Regions from separate parts of the Gossypium hirsutum genome. Here region 1 is linked to region 2. A link is a contact called in public Hi-C data. All regions are on one chromosome and are shown on one strand. The core of a region is the stretch at or near the end of the contact, and the rest is flanking DNA. Distances in the headings are between cores, read along the strand shown.

Region 1 (2,871 bases), core at 346-2,845, 270 kb before region 2:
AGCTTTATCCGCAACTGAAGACTCTACCCCAATAAAATTCCATGATGTAGACAAATTGCCTTTTCTGAAAGAATCAAGACTTAATGGCCCCAAATCAGCTGTACTAGTAGATACAACATCAATAACCTAGAATGATTTGAGTATGACATCAGATGATAAATATAATTGACAATTAAAATCTACCAACAATTGGAGCAAGAACCATAATTTGTATAGAATATAATCCAACACGCATTCACCTCTTTAGTGAATAGGTTTTTGATAGATTGGGATGCCAGCCTTTCTCTCCAGTCAACATTCTGCAAAACTCAACCATTTTAAAATAATGCAGATCTGGGTATAAAAGCTGTCACAGTCTGTCATCTAAGTTAAAAGCAATGCAGATGGATAAGGTTTTAAAGAAGAAACCTGTTTGCCAAAACCACTTTGAACACTATCTTCGTCTGCACAAGAAACAAAAATTGGAACAAAGATCAGATGCAATCAAAGAACACAATTGAATTTATATCTAACTTTATACTCACAACACAATTCAACATAATTGAACAAAAGTTCTATTGTGATGATAAATATTAGGTGAGATGGAGCAACGAATTGTAAGTTAAAATTGGAACTTAGTAGGAGCATCACTATTTACGACAATGTTGTGTAACTAAAGTTAGACCATTTGACTTTACAAATTTCTAGTAAAATGAGAAGCCAAAAACATTTTTAAGAAATTCACTAATCAAAGCTCGGAATCAATTAAAAGATGAGGCACTTTTCAATTTTATCAGATCGAAAAAGACGCATTTATAAACTAATCAAAACAAAGAATTAATTTATCATCATTCTAAAATACAAAATCAAAATCAAATACAAAGTTAGATCTGGTAAGTAGTACTTAAAACCCCGGGGGGAAATTAAGAGAAAAAACGAACCAGAAATGTAAAGCCCTTGACCGACAAAGAAAACAAGTAGAGTCACAATTGAGAAGAAAAAAAGAATCACGATACGCAATCGAGATCCAGAACTTCTGCTCCTTTGGACGCCCACACTGGATAGTCCCCGCTTCAACGCCATTGGCTATCAGAACCTAATAACAACAATAGCAGCAGCAAAATCACTCAGACTTGAAAAAAAAAACGAAATTGCATAATCAAAAGGTGGAAAAAGGATAATTACAAGTTAACAATGAGGAGAACGCGTGAAACTGAAAGCAGCAGATCCGTATCGAAGCTAGTTGGAATGGAAATCCATGGGAAAGCAAGCATAGATTAAGCGTTAATTAAATGCTTTTATCAGTAAAAAAAGGAATTTAATAGTGCAGAGAGAAAGGGAAATGCAGGAAGATGGTGGAGTGAGGAACAAAATTATTTATCTTGGAAACGAAGTGAGTGTAATTTATAAGGAATGCGCTGGCCTAAACAAGCAAGAAACAAAAGAAACTTGAGATAACAAAAATTAATATATATATATATATGTATATATAGAACAAGGGGATCTTCTTCGATCTCGGTTCGGTTTTCGTTTTTTCTGTTGGTAAGTGTTATTTTTCATTATCTTATTATTGTCTTCGCTTTCATACATATATATTCATTCCTTCCGGAAACGATAATCTGAGAGATGGGATAATTATTTTAATTTCTCTTTTAGCCGACAAAGACGTTGCCGTTTTTATCGCCAGACTAGCTTTATGACGTAATGCCAGCCCACCTTATTCTTCTCCATGCAACTTAAGTATTCTACTTTAATATAGTTTTAAACATATTATATAAATATAATATTATCAAAAAACATGGGTTTTGTACAAATTAAACACATTATATAAATATAAGAGTAAATTACACCAACAATTACTCAACTTTGGGGTATGACAAAATAGTCACATTGGTTTTATTTCAATCACTCAACTTTAGAAAAATAACAAAACAGTCATTTTTACCGTTTTCCGTTACAAATGTAACGGTAAAGTGGCATGGCAGATGAAGGCTTGCTTGGTGTCATTAACTTTCAAGTTAGTCAGTTAGCACCAATTTAAACAGCCCTTTCAGCACCCATTGAGGGTTTATGCGATAGAAAAAGAATAAGAAGAAGAAGAGATAAAAAGGGATTTGGCGTGGTTTTTGTCCAAGGTAAAGGGGTTTCCAAAAGGAAAGAAGAGTTTGTTGTCAATGATTGAAGTAGAGCTCTTGAGAGATTTAGTGTTGAGAAAGGCTTTTGAAGTGAAAGCTTTAAATCGCGGAGAATTGAAGAAAGATGGGATTGGTTTAGTGCTATTCTGGGCAGGGGATGCTTGAGAGTTGTGATCAACCATTAAAGTTTGCTTGCTGGTCATTGCTCCGGACCTATTCTTCAACATACCTACCTATCCTCTTTTTATTAGATGGATATTAGAATCAAACCCCGACAAATTTCTAATATGAAACAACTGCAAAAACAAGGAAACAATCAAAATTTGACTAGAACAAAAAAGAAAAAGAACAGTAGGGAATCAAAAGATGAAAGGGGAGAACCTAGATCTGAAAGCTCCTTTTTTCTTCTTACCTATGTTGAGTGTTTTTCTTTTTCATCTGGTTTGTTTCCTTTGTCTAATCACTTTGCCAAACTTGTTAGGCAGAAAAGAAAGGAGAAGACAATAAAAAGAAATTGAAACCAAAATTAGGATTTAGAAACTGATAAAATACTAAAAACCCATACTTTCTCTCTTTCTCCAGTTTTATTCTTCTTATTGTCCTTCAATCTTTTTTTTTGTCCTGGTATTAACCAAAATTAGGCCGTGAAGACTTTTTTTTGGAGATTTAGTATTTCAAGAAGAAATTTCTTTATGGCACAAAGTTTAGCCTTTGAAATTTATCCACAATAGAAGAAAGAGAATATTGGGGAAAAAAC
Region 2 (2,842 bases), core at 184-2,683:
ACAAACAATTTATTATAATTGTTTAAAAAGTCTTTAAATTTTATATTTCAGTTATTATAGTTTTTTTTATATTTTTACTACAATTTAAATTGAATATTTAATAATACAAAATAATTCAAATATAATATTTTGTCAATAGTAATAATAAAGACACGAAAAAAAAAAGATATTTTGTATTTGGGTCAATTATTCCATTACTTATGAATTGTATGTTATTTTAATATCTAAATATGATTTATATATTGAAATAAAATTTTACAAATAATTTGTTTTTTTTATTTTAATATTACAAATATAAATTATGTCGAAACACAAAATATAGCCAATATAAAAACACAACAAACAAAGAAGAGAAAGCAACTATAAACGCACGTATTGGGATTGAAGATCCACGCATCACAATTAAGAATGGTGGCACTCAAACTTGGATACATAAGGACCCAAGGCCTCACCTTAACCAACAATGCCATAGCCCTCTTAGCATAAATAATTTATCTTAATTGTTTAAAGTTTTCAAAATTGATATTTTATTTAGTGTAATAATATTAACGAATCTAAATATCATTTAAATTAGTTTATTTTTTATTTTACCATTTCATATCTAAAATGAGCATTTTAAATTTCACAAAATTCTTTAACAATAATGCTAAATATTTAAAATCTTAAATCATTGAGTGCCAGAATTACTTTTTAAAAGTAATGCTAAAGTAATCCTTTGGAAATCAATCTCAAAGATACTAAAAGAATAACATTTGATAGACCATGAGAAAGGGGAAAAGATCAAATTTTGGTCCGATAATTGAATGTCGAACTTTGATCCCCTGGAAGATCATTGTCGAGACCTAAGTGGAGTGCACATAGATGATATGGTACACATAGATGGAGGATGGGATTGGAGTGAATTCTAACATCTTTTAGATTGATCAATGGTCCTTTTCATTGCAGGGACATTACATCCTAATCGGCAGGCTCAATGAAACTCATTTCTTTGACAATGGAATGGTAATGGGTTGTTTTCGATGAAAAGTGCTTCAAGATCAACTTGAACCCACCAAATGCAAAATAAAGAACCATTTGGAAGAGCCAATATCCCTAAAGAGTGTGTCATTTTCTTTAGCTAGTGACTAAAAATAAAATGGTGAAAGGTGTCATAAACATTCTATTGAGGGGATTGACCTTTTCGAGAAAATTCTCTAAAATGTTGTCACATAAAACGGAAGCTTAAAAAATGTTTAAATATAAACAATTTACCATTTCACCTATAATTTAATTGTTGATTTTTTATATAAATATAATTTTAATATCATTTTTTTTCTTCCACCTGGTGTGATAATATCTAATATTAATAAAAATGATTTTGAAAATAGTTTAGTTGGTTGAAGCAGGCCCGCAACCATTGAACCAAGTTTTGGGTTAGAAAGTTGAGATATTGAAAATACAAGCGGCTAAGCCCAACTCCAACCAAAACCAAAAAAATTCCCAAAAGTGTCGTCTCAAGCTCTAAGCCTCTCACCAGTCAGGCAGTCACCGGCAAGCACCAACAAGGCACCGTCGACCACCGGCCCTTAAAATTCTCATTTGACTGGTTGGTTTCGTTACTTGTAAACCCATTCTTGATGTTTTAGGATTCTATTTCTGGTTGATTTTTAGTTATAGATGTTACTATGTCAGCCCTTAGTCTCCTTTGACAGCATTGAATTTGAAGGAAACAAACAATGAGCTAATGAGGAAACATGGAATCTCTTACAACTTCCAAACGTCACTCACTTCCATTCTAATATATTTCATTTATTTTCTAATAAAGAAAGAAAAACAAGAAATGGAAAGAGTTTGAAGTTTAGACCAAAACACAGAGAGAGAGTCTGTCATGTCCGAATGTAATAAAATAATAATAATAACTTTTCTTTTTCTTTGTCTCTCCAAATTTACTTAGCTAGAAGAACATAGATGTTCGAACCATGAAAAATGTTTATAATGTTTTGATTTTGATGCTTATTGTTAATGTTTATGAACTGAATTGTTAATTTTAAAATTTTATAGGTATATTGAAAAATGGCTTGTAGTGAAAACAATGAGTTTATGGGGGATAGTGAGAAGGTTTCTGTTTGTTTGATCTTGTCTTTAAATGTTGATTGTTTTGGTTTTCTAGGGATAGCTCATGTTGAACTAGCTCAAAGGTAAAATTATACTGGCTGGAGTTAAACATTTATATTGATATTCCAACTGATATTGATTGTGAACTAGAGATAGAAATTGTTAGACTTAGTTAATTTAGCTTTATCGTTTTAGCTCAAGTGATAAATTCTGCTCTATGATGATGACTGTAAGGAGGATTTTAGAGCCATTGACATCTGATATCATTCCAGTTAATGCCATTTATACTTGTCAAGCTATTTAAGTACAATGCATGCATGAACAAAACACATTCAGCATTCTTATAAATGGAAATAGGCGATTCATGTTTAATGCAAGATTGGTAAGTGGTTGATGAAGGTTTTGGTTTTGCTTCCATTTGCTTGGGGAATTTTCTAATTTCATAGAGCAACTAGGTTACAAAAGCTCATTTGAATGCTGGTGGTTAATTTGCAGTTTTGAAAGCTTACAAAGGACTGCCTTGAAATGATAATATATTTCAATCTTGTGAAAAATAAAGTGACAATGCTCCATCGAGGTCTATTCCATCATTATATAGTCAAAGAAGTGAAGCAGAACTAGAAAATCAAGTTGTCTGGAATTGTTATTGAAATTTTAATTTGCTTGGAATTTTTATGTTTAAATTGTTAGTAATATTTAAATTTTTGTGAAATTATTATGTTTAGTTTGTTTGAATTATTATTTAGCT

Evidence for each region. A called contact is a pair of places that touch in the nucleus more often than the background predicts.
Region 1: a Hi-C map of leaf shows a contact between it and region 2, with 2.5 times the contacts expected there. The contact joins the promoter of LOC107954588 here to the promoter of LOC107951648 in region 2. A contact is called at or near these places in 2 of 34 Hi-C or Micro-C datasets (leaf and petal).

Annotation. Positions count from the first base shown.
Region 1 is chrD07:25,481,464-25,484,334 of Gossypium_hirsutum_v2.1, reverse strand. It overlaps LOC107954588 (polygalacturonate 4-alpha-galacturonosyltransferase), which reads right to left and starts at 1,595. Exons shown (of 11, transcript XM_016890188.2): 1 at 1,165-1,595; 2 at 921-1,075; 3 at 409-443; 4 at 240-299; 5 at 1-126. The coding sequence starts at 1,062.
Region 2 is chrD07:25,211,284-25,214,125 of Gossypium_hirsutum_v2.1, reverse strand. It overlaps LOC107951648 (protein-lysine N-methyltransferase EFM1), which reads left to right and starts at 1,433. Exons shown (of 17, transcript XM_016886772.2): 1 at 1,433-1,585.